2 separate regions of the Zea mays genome follow, and region 1 is linked to region 2. Evidence: chromatin contacts called from public Hi-C data. All regions are on one chromosome and are shown on one strand. Each heading gives the region's core, a stretch centred on a gene start, on an enhancer-like site or on the middle of the called end of the contact. The rest is flanking DNA. Distances are from core to core; before and after follow the strand shown. Region 1 holds the start of LOC103639026 (protein WEAK CHLOROPLAST MOVEMENT UNDER BLUE LIGHT 1). Region 2 holds the start of LOC100274889.

Region 1 (6,337 bases), core at 2,106-4,605, 130 kb after region 2:
TGCTCTGTCCTATCGAGCTCGGCTTCTAGAGAGGAAACTGTGATGGATGCCATACCCTCGCTCTGCTGCAATGCGGCGAGTGAAGCTTTCTCCCTATCGAGCTCTGAACTGAGTGATTCTGCAGTAACTCTTACTAGGTTGGCTTCATTTCTCGCATTTTCTAGTTTCCCTTTAAGTTCAGCAAGCTCCTTCCTTTTTGAAGCAAGAGCTTGCTTGATTGACCTACTGATTTCTTTTTCTTCGTCAGAACCTTGTTGCTGAAGCATTCCAGCCTCTTCATTCAATTTGTCTTCCACATAGGCAGCTAGCTCACTTTTCAGGCTAAGTAGTTTGCGCTCGTTTTCAACAGCTTCAGCCTCCACATTCGTTTTCGATGCGATTTGTTCGTGGAGCTGGTTTAGCTCCTCTTGTGCCTCCTGCAGCTCTTTGTCCCAAGCCAGGAAATCCTGCTCTTTCGCCAAAGCTGCCCCGAGCCTGTGCTCTTCAACCTCATGGTGTGAAGCGTGGGCTGACTCGAGAGACTCTTTGGATGCGATCAGTTCTAAAGTGAGTTCCTCTACTTGCTTCTCAGTATCCTTCGCAGCACGAACAACTTCCTTGGCCCTTTTAACGGCTACATCCCTTTCAGTGGCTAATACAGCATACTGTTCATGCGTTGATCTTAGCTCCTCTTTCAGCAATTCCAGCTCCTCAACAGCCTTTTCATGTCTTTCTTTGGCGACTGCCAACTGTGTCTGGGCTATTACACTAGCTTCATCGTCAATCCCTTGCTCCATCTCTTGTGCCCTCAGCAGGGCAAGCTCGGAATCTTGCTTCGCTTGGTCCACTTCGAGCTGTGCCCTCTCCAGCTCATGCTTCAGCTCGTCGACAAGTCTGGTAGTTCTCTCTAGCTCCTCAATGACGTGTGCCTTGGCCACCTCAGCAGTCTCCCAGTCTTCTTTGAACTGTGGAATCTCTTGCTGAACCTTCTCAAGTTCAAGTTGCATGACCCTGCGTCTCTGCATACAAACAAAGATAAAGAACTGTTGTGTGGCAGCGATTGATGGACATAAAACAAGGTGATCATGTGTCTGACCATGATCCATATACGTTGTGAAACCCAGAGACATTACCTCTAATGACCGAGCCCTGTAGGCTTTCCAATCAACAATTCCTCCAAACTTGGTGACAGCCTGTTTAACAGACTCGAATGGGGCGCTAGTGTCAACAAGACCTGTGTGTGAGCCTTCGCACCCCTTTACTGATTCTACTTTCTTTGTGGGGGTGACGGCAACGTTGTTACGACAGTACATATTGTCTTCTTCAGATTTCATTTCAGCTGCTGGAATAATACTACTGGCGCCAGTAAAACCATTTTCGTATATGATTTCAACTCCACTCTTATCTGTTAATAAAGCAGCATGACGTCCCTCATCTTTTGAGGGGTCATCAGATGCTCGAGCTGGTTCTATGTGGGAGACAATTTTCGGCGACAAACTCCCTGCATGGCCTGCAGGGGACCCCATTTCTTCCTGGTGCTCTGTCAAACTGTGAGGTAACTTCCCTTGCATTTCCGATGATGTATCTGGACTATTAGCAGAAACTGGTGCAATGTTTTCAGCACCCTGTGCTCTTGTTTCCCCGTGGCCATTACTATCAAGAAGTTCCATGAGATCAGGAGAAGACGAGTGAAAATTCTTCTGTTATTCAGTCGAAGCTGTCAACTCCATTCCCAAAGCTTTCACAGTTTTTTTTACTCCTATAAACACAAGTTCATGGAAAAAAATGATCAGCTTAGGCCTTGTTCGGTTACATGGGATATAATCCCACCATGGATTTAATCCGGGTATGGATTGGGTGAATCCATATCTCACACCCAATCCCATGGTGGGATTAAATCCATCAACAAATCCATGTGACTTTCAAAGCTAGTTATTCTTTTAATCCATGGATTCTAATGTAAACTTGTGCAATATCTCATGGATTTGTTCCATACCTAATGGGCTATGGATAGAATCCATGTCTTCCATAGTTTAAAAATTTCCCAAACCTTTGAGTTATATTCCATGATGGGTTTAACCGAATAAAAAAAATTAAGTAGTCATGGATTATTTTGGGGCATGGATTGAGGCATGGATTTAATTCCAATCCATGCTAATCCAGAGCGGGATTGGTGTAAACGAACAAAGCCTTACAGAAAAGAAACTGCACAGATTGTTACAAGTAAGCTAAGCAGAATGTGATCATACACACCTCCTTGTAGTGGGAGACAGTTTTATTATCGTCTCTATCGTGCATATAGTATGGAAAATTCAAAAATTACAGCCAGTTATGAATCACCCCATTTCATTCATGTGCATGTGTACATATATTACGGAAGCATCCATAAACACTTCCGTGTGCAGTAAAGATGATATAGCGGCCAGCACAGGAGAAGTGTGATGTAGTGCTGTAAGCATGAAACGTCGCCACTAACTGACATGAAGTCATGAACTTCATCTCAGCAACAGCAATCACTACTCAGCAGCTGTTCCACACTTGGACCTAACCTCTTGTTTTTTTCCCTCCGTGTACGTAGAGAGTCTTTCCAACACATAAAGTGCAACAGTTTTCGGGAAAAAAACTTGTACTTTTAATAAGATCTAGAGGAAAGCAAGAAAATCGTGGTCAAGCAAGATGATGATCGGATCGAGATTGGGCCAGCTAGCTACCATCACCTCTAATCCATGGAGTCGCTGGACAGCCAGCTAGCTAGCTCCCAAAACCAGGAAAGCTCCAAACCCCGACCGAAAATCCCCCAGGAGTCACCAGCAAAAGCCCTCCGATCCGTGGCAGGCCGCAGAGCCGATCGTATCCCCCAGGAAAGCTTTTACCCGGTGGCCAAGGGGGCACTGATATGCCTCGCGGGCGAAGCGACCGGGGGCCTTCGATCGATTGGGGTCTCCGCCGGCGACTCTTTCCTCCTTCCGAGCCTCTCGCTGCGTCGTCGTCCGTGCTGTGCTGGGCCTGCGCGCGCGTGTTCGGGAGTCGGGACTGAGGGAGGCGGCAGGAGTGGGTGCGCGTCAAAGCTTTGTTCTCTCTTGCGCTCGCGTCACCGCGCACTCGTCGTCGTCGCCGGGCCGAGGCCTCAGAGTCAGAGCTCCGGGGCGTTGCTGCACTAGGCTACGTAGCTCACTTTTGTAAAGAAAGCCCCCCGTGCTTTATCGATTTACGAGGACAAACCTTTCCGTTAGTTGATTTCTAGAAGGGCTGACGGGTTTGCGATTAGGTGAGTCCGTGAGTGTGACGCCTCGCCGACGGAGTCACCGGACGCGCTAAAGTCTGCTCTGACTCTGTAAATAGTTGCGTTAAAAAATAATTCATATTGTTTTTACATAAATTCGGATGGAGACTGGAGCTGACTCCTGTGTCGAATGGCCTTAACGAGAAATTCCTTTACCGCTCCAATCATAATGTCTATAAGGGCTAGTTTGGGAATCACAATTTTCCAAGAAATTTTTGATTTCTTAAGAGAAATTAGTTCATTTTTTCTTAGTAAAATAGAAAATTTCTTGAAAAATATAGTTTCCAAACTAGCCCTAAATTTCAACGTTATTCCAATAAATAAAAAAGTTTTATAATTCTAAGCCCCACTTTGAATAATAAATTGATGTATCCTTCGCTTCATTCTAAATGCTTAAACATGCATTTGGATATATTTTTAAAATTTGATATAACTCTGATCTCTTGTCTATGACTATCTCATCTTACGTGCGTAAACCTGCTAAGAGTTAGTTTGGAAACTTAAATATCCTCCAAGATTCCTGAGGATTGAGTGGGAAAATAACTCATTTTTCCACTCAATCTCCGAGAATCACAGAGGGGTTTAAGTTTCTAAACTAGCCTTAATTAGTAAACTTATAATAACTCTGTTTCTATAACCTTGTAATAAAGAAATTGTTTTGATGTTTTAAAACTTTATCTCTCATTTCATGGTTTTCTATAAAAGTGGATGTTTTCGAGTTCTCTAAAGAAGTGCACCGGACAGACTGCCAAATTTGACTTGGTATCTTGGATATTTAGTGTAAAAACGATGACAAATGTCCATAGGATTAGGTTAAATTGATTGGTTTGCCGCACATATTGCCCTCATTATCTGGCCCATCTCTCATCCCCACCTCTCTCATTTTCCCCTCGTGTAGCTAGTAGCTCTTAAAAAATGAAGGGCCAAATAGGCGACTAGACATGAACGATGATATAATTATGCTTCAATTAGTACTTGATAAGCTTGATAAGGATTTTTATCAGGTCTCATTCACCCTTCATATAATGAGGACGTAAACGGGATAAATAAGCTCAATAAAATCAAGGAGTGTCATGGTGGAATAGGAGCCATGCAGTGAGTAGTGGAAAGATTAGGGAGCAAGGGGGAATACAGATAGCCCGCCTACGAGTATGAATACCCGGTCTAATATGACGAGGGCATATCGTATGCATCCTGTCCACGTATGCACATACGAGAACCTGACCCTTCAACGATTGATCTTAAGGTTGCAACAACTTTTACACTTTCACCATTGAGGAGGTCACGTAGGCTAGGTCTTTTTCAACCATTTCTCTCTCTCAAACGGTTACTTAGACCGATTAAATGCTTCTCCTTAATCTCGAGGGTCACTTGGACCCCATAAGGATCATCACACAATTAGGTGTCTCCTGCTAGCTTTACAAGTCACTTGAGAGTTTAGAAGGAGATAAAAAAACACGACCGACAAAGCCAAACAACAAGAGCAACATGAGAAGACAAAAGATCACACTCTCTCTAGACTTTCCAAGGCACTAATTACTTATGATAACTAGTCACAATTATAATACTTGGAGGAGTTTGGGAGCTTGGAATGTGTCTTGGAGTGGTGTGCTTGCTCTTGTATTGAATGTGGATGAATGAAATGCTTGGATGTTATGAATGAAGGTGGTTGTATTTATAGCCACCAACCACTTACTAGCTATTGCCAACTTTCTGCCACACGCGGACGGCCCGCGCTCCTGGCTCGGACAGTCCGCCCCGCACATCAACACCTGAAATCGCAACGGTCAGCATCAACAGCTATATCAACGGTTATGCGTGCATTAATGTGTCGTCAGATGTTAGATAAGCAGTCACGGACGGTCCGACCATGCCGCGAGGACGCTAAAAATGAATTTTACCAAAACTGGCACCTATAGTTTTTCTGGTGTTCAACGGGCGGATGGTTCGCGTCAGAGGATCGGACGATCGCTTTTGGCCCACGGTGCTCTTCTCTCCTTTAGACAATCCGTAGTAGAAATGTGATTTTCAACATTGTTTCTGTCCGAAGTGCATCGAGGTGTTGCGGACGGTCCACCAGAAGGACCCGGACGGTCCGCACACAAGTGAATTCTCAAAAAGCTCACATGTTTGGAATAATCTACGTTATTCCGGACAGTCGACTTAGAATTAAGATGGATGGACTTATGCACCTGTGAATCAATCAATTAGGCAAACTAGTTAGTCCATATTGGTTGTGATGATCATCAAACACCAATCACTTTAAGTGGTGTTAAACGCTTTAAAGGATGTTTGGAAGTATCTCGTTTTTAGGAAACTGATTTATAAATGTGATTGCAAACATACCAGTTTATGTTCTAGTTTATAAAAACTAGATTCCTAGTTTTAAAAAAAAACCAAAAGGCTAGGCACTGGCTAAAAAACCGAGGTGTTTCACACACCATAAAACCAGTTTAGAAAATAGAAACTAGATTTTTAAAAACTAGGTTGCTTCTAAACATATCTTAAATACTGTAGTATTTTAATTTCTAGGGCACTTTTTTAGTCACTTTGTTGGGATACTCTTATCACGTTACTAATTGATTTTGTATTATGTTTCCAGACTTCCAGTGAAGTTCCATTTGGCGCTAGACACATTCGAGCGCCCTGGAGGCCTGGATCTGGTTGATCACACGTGGACGGCGGTACGGAGTGGAGCCTCAACTCGACTCGGGTCCGGCGCTGAGCCGCTGACCGTCGACCCGACCTTGCCCTGGCTCGCCTCCTCCGCTGCGGCGGTCTGGAAGGGATCACTGGATCGTAGATCCCACTCGGCAAACCCAAACGGCCAAACCTTTGCTTGCATTCAGCACCCCCGGCGAGACGCCACTCCAACTGCCGGGATCCAGCCGCTGCACGCGGCGGCCACCCCGCCCTGCCGGCCGACCAGGGGGGTTGAGAGCGGGCGAGGCGGAGATGCAGAGCGCCACGCGGCTGACGCTGCTACTGTGCGCGGCGTGGGCGGCCGCGCTGCTGTACGGCGAGATGGGCGCCTACTGGGTCTCCTACCTCGCATGCTCGTGGCCCTCGTCGTCC
Region 2 (5,965 bases), core at 2,216-4,715:
GTAGTCCACTACGGCCACGTGATTCGCCACGAGACCCTGGAAACATACCGGTCAGAAGAATGCTTGTTTGGTTTCAGTCTCTAGAGAACTCTCTATGCCCTGGCGGCTAGTATTTCATGGTTTTATTAGTCAATCTGTCCACCATGAACATTCATCAAAAAAGACGAATTAGATGAGGTCCCAAAAAGGAATATGCTTGCCATGTAGATTCTAAGTAGAGCTGCTAATGGGCTTAGATCCAAACTAAAAAAACTTGGTTTGAAACTGCTTCGAGCACATCTAGCACCTAGTTGTGAATGTACTGGGACTGAATGAAAAAATAAATGAACAAAATGATATCCAATTAAATTATCTATACTGCATGTTTTAGTCATCACCTGATTAAGCATCCACTTGAAGCCAATAGCAGCAGTGCACTCATTCTTGGAAGCACTACTGTTCCAATCCAAGCTGTACACTCTATCCATGGCATTTACTATAGAGGAAATGTTACTTCTCCTTTCTTTTCTAGAGAAAATTTCACCGTTGGAGCTAACATTCATGTGGCTGTTAAGAAGGGTTTCAAACCAGCCACTTCCAGATCGCTGTGATGATATAATCGCAAAGAACCGGACAGCATTGCACTTGCATTCCTCCCTATAAATTTAAAATATATATATATATATATATATATATATATATATATATATATATATATATATATATATATATATATATATATTAAGCATTAAACAAACCAGATTGCTCAATCTTGCTTCGGGGCAAATCTCACCTGCTGTAAGTTGTCGGTTGAGGGTAATGCGCAAATTGAACCTCAGAAGGAGGAACTGTAGACTTATTACATGGTTGTTCCACAACTTCGATCTTCACTATTCTTGACCAGCCATCACTCCCTAGCTGCTTCATACACATTGACCAAATAGATATCCCACATAACACAGTCATGGCAAAGACAACCACTCTCAATGCAAGTGGTGATTTTTTCGGGGCCTTCGAGTCAAACGCATTCTGCAAACAGATTCCGACCAGCACAAAAACAATCAGCAGGTGCACAATGTTCAGTGCCAGAATATATATCGCAGCCCTTTTTCGAGGTAAGATTTGTTATTTTGTAACCTTGTGCTACAAAGGAACAAACCTTAAAAGCGAATACATCTATAGGTGAGCTGAGAAGCATCCATTTAGCTACATCTATATAAGTGGAAGTAAGGAAAAAAAATAAACAAATAAAACTTCAAGATCTATCTGGTCGTTCCTCCCAAACCAAGTTCTGTCCCCCAGCGGAGTTAAAATGGACACATACTATTCGAATCGCCTTTAGGCTAGGTACAACGCCACCGTTGGCCGTCAGTCGATATTGACCGCAACGGTGCTAATGCAGGTCGGTTCGATCAGCCGGTCAATAGCGCTGCCAACCGTCCTAACCGATTGGTATCAACCGTGTTAGAGCCGGACTGATCGATAGCGACCGCCGCAATGGACGAATCGGTCGGCACCAGCCCAAACTAGTCGGTACACCTGAACCAATCGATAAGAACCGACTTTAGTGAGGTGACGTTTTTCGATTGGTCCACGCATCTGCCACACTATTTTTAACCATTTGAAGTCCAAAAAAATAAAAAAAAAACCTAGAATCTAATCTATAAAATAGATTTTATTTATGAACTATTTACTTTTTTTTCTTAAACACATAGGAGAGTTGCATATCATTATATTAAAGAATAAAAGAAGGGTAGACCCATGAATACAAATTACAAACTACCACCACCAGTAGAGTTTAAATTATTTACTTTTTATTTTTATGTTTAATTTATGTAATTTTAATTATAAATCATGTATTTTTTATGTTTGAGTTATGTAATTTTAAATTATTTTTTATAAATTATATACTTTTATTCTTTTAATTACATAAGTATTTGCATTTCAACAAAACACCATGTTTTATGCCAAGAAAAGTATGTAAAAAAACTGATGTAGCAATAAGATAACTGTAGGCTCAGCGTGGTTGATAGCTAATATGGGGACGGCTAGAACCAGCCTTAGTCCATCTCAAGCAGCTTACTCATCAAATCTCATATTTCAAACTTCACTATTCCATATGTGAAAAAGTGTTTTGCAGTACCAAGATGGAAGACACGGCAATCGATTAAAAGGCCCTTTTCTGTGAAGTACATTCTGATATTCTGTTGCCGAACTGCCTTAATAAATGAATCTATGCCAACGAGGAGTACGACAGCTTTCATTCTCGTTCTCATTCTCAGCAAGGAAGACCAAAAAACTGATGGCCGAAAATGCTGGTAGTACTAATAAAGAGATAAACAAGTGCAAGCCGAGATACATATTACAGCCAAAAATCTGAGGTGACACAAGCATGGAGTAGACTACTCTAACGGTATCTTATTGTAGAACAAAAACAGAACTTGAAAAATAAACAGAGAACGGAAACGGCTCCGAACTTGGAACTAGCAGGCACATAAGCATCTCCAAAAATGCTTCAAACTAATGTCTCAAATTGAAATACGGGGCTCTAGGAAAAACTACTCTAACGGTATCTTATTTCATAAAATTTTGTCGAAAATTATAGGGCATCCAGATTTGATGTTTTACTGTTGGAGCAAAATGTTTTATTGATACTCTAAATTCTATATACTCGTTTTTATACGTCACCTTGTTGTAGATGCTCTGGTGAAATAGAAACGTAAAAGAGGAAAAACAGAAATAAGAAACGATTAAAACAATGCATCCACATTGGTTTAGTGACGTTTCAGATCAGGGTTCCGAGGGACAGGAGCGCTGGCCACAGAAAGTGTGGCTGCTGAAGAAGGCTCGCAGAGACGGATTTGGAGGGTGAAGCCAAGGAAATGACCCGAATTTGGAGGCTCGCAGAGAAAGTGTGGCCACAGCACCAAGGTACTCTGCTCCATTTGGCCTGAGATTAACCAGCCTGACCTCGCCGCGGCGGCGAAGCGGAACCCAAAACGTGGGCCGGGACCCGGGATCGCAGAGGACGGCAAGCGGTGTAGAAATCAAACCTTGTTTCCAAACTGGTAACACCAATCGTCTTCAGCGGTGGCGGCGGCGGGCTTGTCCTCCGCCTTGGCGCCCCCCATCGCCTCACCGCCTCCACCTTCCTCGGCCCTCCACCTGGCCCTCCGCGGGCGCCGCCTCGAGAGACGGCGGGTTTAGTTAGCCCGCCTCGGACTCGCTCGACGCCGCCTGTCACAGCCTCACAGGCACATTAACTGATCAGCAGCACAGCCGCCGCGCAGCGCAGCGCAGGAAAGAGAACGGTGGGGCCCCGTGTCCCGGTCCGTCGAGGGCGGCAGCGGGCGGGCGCCGGCTCTGGCGCCGCAGAGCAGCGCAGATGGCGGAAGGAGCGAGGGCGGCAGCCGGGAGCTGGCAGGGAACGTCGACGTCAGAGGATCCGAGCGCCTTTGAATCGGTGGGGCGGTGAGCTGGTGCTCTGTCTCGCCTTTGTTGCGTGAGGCGTGCGTGTCAGTGCGTAGTGTACTGAGGCTGAGTCTAGTGCACAGCCTCCCTTTCGCCCCTGCCACGTCAGCTCTCGTCTTCACTCTCGCCCCTGCTGCTCCAGTACTGAAAGGGAAATGTGCCCTTGGGCCATTTCTAAGTATTTTGGTGATTGAGTGCCAACACAAGTGCTTAAATGTGAATCTATACTCATGGATGGACACAGTGCAAATCAAGAGTAAAGGTATGTTTCTAAGCCTTAGTACATTGTTTTGAAGACTAATGTATTGTGTCTAAGTGCTTGAAACAGGAGAAATAGAGTCAAAGTAAAGTTGGCTGTGTACAGCCAAAAGGCTGTTCGGTCTGTAGCACCGGACTGTCCGGTGGTGCACCGGACAGTGTCCGGTGGTGCACCGGACAGTTACTCTCGGGAATTCGCCGACGGCGTACGGCTAAAATTCACCGGACTGTCCGGTGAGCCAACGGTCGGCCAGGCCAACGGTCGGCCGCGGAATCTGCGCGCGACACGTGGCCGAGCCAACGGTCGGAAGGGGGCACCGGACTGTCCGGTGCGCCAACGGCTCCCAGATCTGCAACGATCGGCTGCGACATTTAAGGAAAGAAATCGGGCACCGGACAGTGTCCGGTGTGCACCGGACTGTCCGGTGCGCCCGATGACAGAAGGCAAGATCAGCCTTCCAGAACTGCTCTCAACGGCTCCTAGCTGCCTTGGGGCTATAAAAGGGACCCCTAGGCGCATGGAGGAGTACATCAAGCATTCCTACAACATTCCTAAGCACCAAGACATCGATTCCACGCATTTGGTTCATTGTGATAGCATCTAGAGCTCTTGTTGAGTTGTGGACTCATTGAGTTGTGTTGCGAGCTCTTGTTGCGACTTGTGTGCGTGTTGTTGCTCTGATTTTGAGTCTTGTGTGCGTTGCTAGTTTCTCCCTTACTCCGTATTTCTTTGTGAATCTTAAGTGTAAGGGCGAGAGGCTCCAAGTTGTGGAGATTCCTCGCAAACGGGATATTGAAAGGCAAAGCAAAACACCGTGGTATTCAAGTTGGTCTTTGTACCGCTTGAAAGGGGTTGATTGCAACCCTCGTCCGTTGGGACGCCACAACGTGGAGTAGGCAAGCGTTGGTCTTGGCCGAACCACGGGATAAACCACTGTGTCATCTCTGTGTTTGATCTCTTGTGGTATTGTGTTTTGTTGAGACTCCTTTCTAGCCACTTGGCAATCATTGTGCTAACACTTAACAAGTTTTTGTGGCTATAAGTTTAAGTTTTTACAGGATCACCTATTCACCCCCCCCCTCTAGGTGCTCTCAATTGGTATCGGAGTCGTTCTCTTCAAGAAGGGACTAATCGCCCGAAGAGATGGATCCTAAGGGGAAGGGAATCGTGATCAACGACAAGGAGAAGGAGTCCTTCGTCAACGAGCCCAAAGATGACAAGCCTACCGACACCGGCTCGGGCCATAGACGGAAGGAAGGGAAGAAGAAGAAGACAAGGCGCATCAAGGAGATCGTCTACTACGACGACAGCGACGAATCTTCCTCTTCCCAAAAGGACAACGACGACAACGACTATGATAAACAAAAGACGGTTAACTCAAACTTTTCTTTTGATTATTCGCGCATTCCGCATAGCTCAAATGCTCATTTGCTCCCCATTCCACTTGGCAAGCCTCCTCACTTTGATGGAGAGGACTACGGATTTTGGAGTCACAAAATGCGTACTCACCTATTTTCTCTCCATCCAAGCATTTGGGAGATTGTGGAAAGTGGAATGAAATTTGATAGCTCAGATAGCCCTTCGTTTATTAATGAACAGATCCATAAAAATGCACAAGCTACTACTGTGTTGCTAGCCTCTTTGTGCAGGGACGAGTATCACAAGGTGAGCGGCTTGGACAATGCCAAGCAGATTTGGGACACCCTCAAGATCTCTCATGAGGGGAATGATGTCACCTTACTCACCAAGATGGAGTTGGTGGAGGGCGAGCTCGGACGATTCGCGATGATAAGGGGCGAGGAGCCGACACAAACATACAACCGGCTCAAGATCCTTATCAACAAAATAAGGAGCTACGGAAGCACGCGATGGACGGATCACGACGTCGTCCGCCTAATGCTAAGGTCATTTACCGTTCTTGATCCTCACTTGGTAAACAATATTCGTGAAAATCCTAGGTACATCAAGATGTCGCCCGAAGAAATTCTTGGAAAATTTGTAAGCGGGCGAATGATGATCAAAGAGGCAAGGTACGTGGACGACGCGTTGAATGGCCCAATCCATGAGCCTCAACCCATTGCTCTCAAGGCAACAAGGAGCAAGGAGGCGCTACCCAGCAAGGTGGCGCAAATTGAGGCGGCCGGTCTTAATGATGAAGAGATGGCCCTCATCATCAAAAGATTCAAGACGGCGCTAAAGGGTCGCAAGGGACAGCCAAGCAAGACTAAGACCAAGGGAAAGCGATCATGCTTCAAA

Evidence for each region. Hi-C and Micro-C count contacts between places; a contact is called where the count stands out from the background.
Region 1: a Hi-C map of tassel shows a contact between it and region 2, with 4 times the contacts expected there. The contact joins the promoter of LOC103639026 here to the promoter of LOC100274889 in region 2. A contact is called at or near these places in 4 of 25 Hi-C or Micro-C datasets (ear, leaf, leaf mesophyll and 1 more).

What each region holds. Positions count from the first base shown.
Region 1 is chr9:127,303,085-127,309,421 of Zm-B73-REFERENCE-NAM-5.0, forward strand. LOC103639026 (protein WEAK CHLOROPLAST MOVEMENT UNDER BLUE LIGHT 1) reads right to left here and starts at 3,356. Exons shown (of 3, transcript XM_008661804.4): 1 at 2,697-3,356; 2 at 1,113-1,738; 3 at 1-998. The coding sequence starts at 1,649. It overlaps LOC103639027, which reads left to right and starts at 5,882. Exons shown (of 14, transcript XM_008661807.3): 1 at 5,882-6,337. The coding sequence starts at 6,218.
Region 2 is chr9:127,169,702-127,175,666 of Zm-B73-REFERENCE-NAM-5.0, forward strand. It overlaps LOC100274889, which reads right to left and starts at 3,466. Exons shown (of 6, transcript NM_001174371.1): 1 at 3,033-3,466; 2 at 773-1,008; 3 at 378-636; 4 at 1-36. The coding sequence starts at 3,110.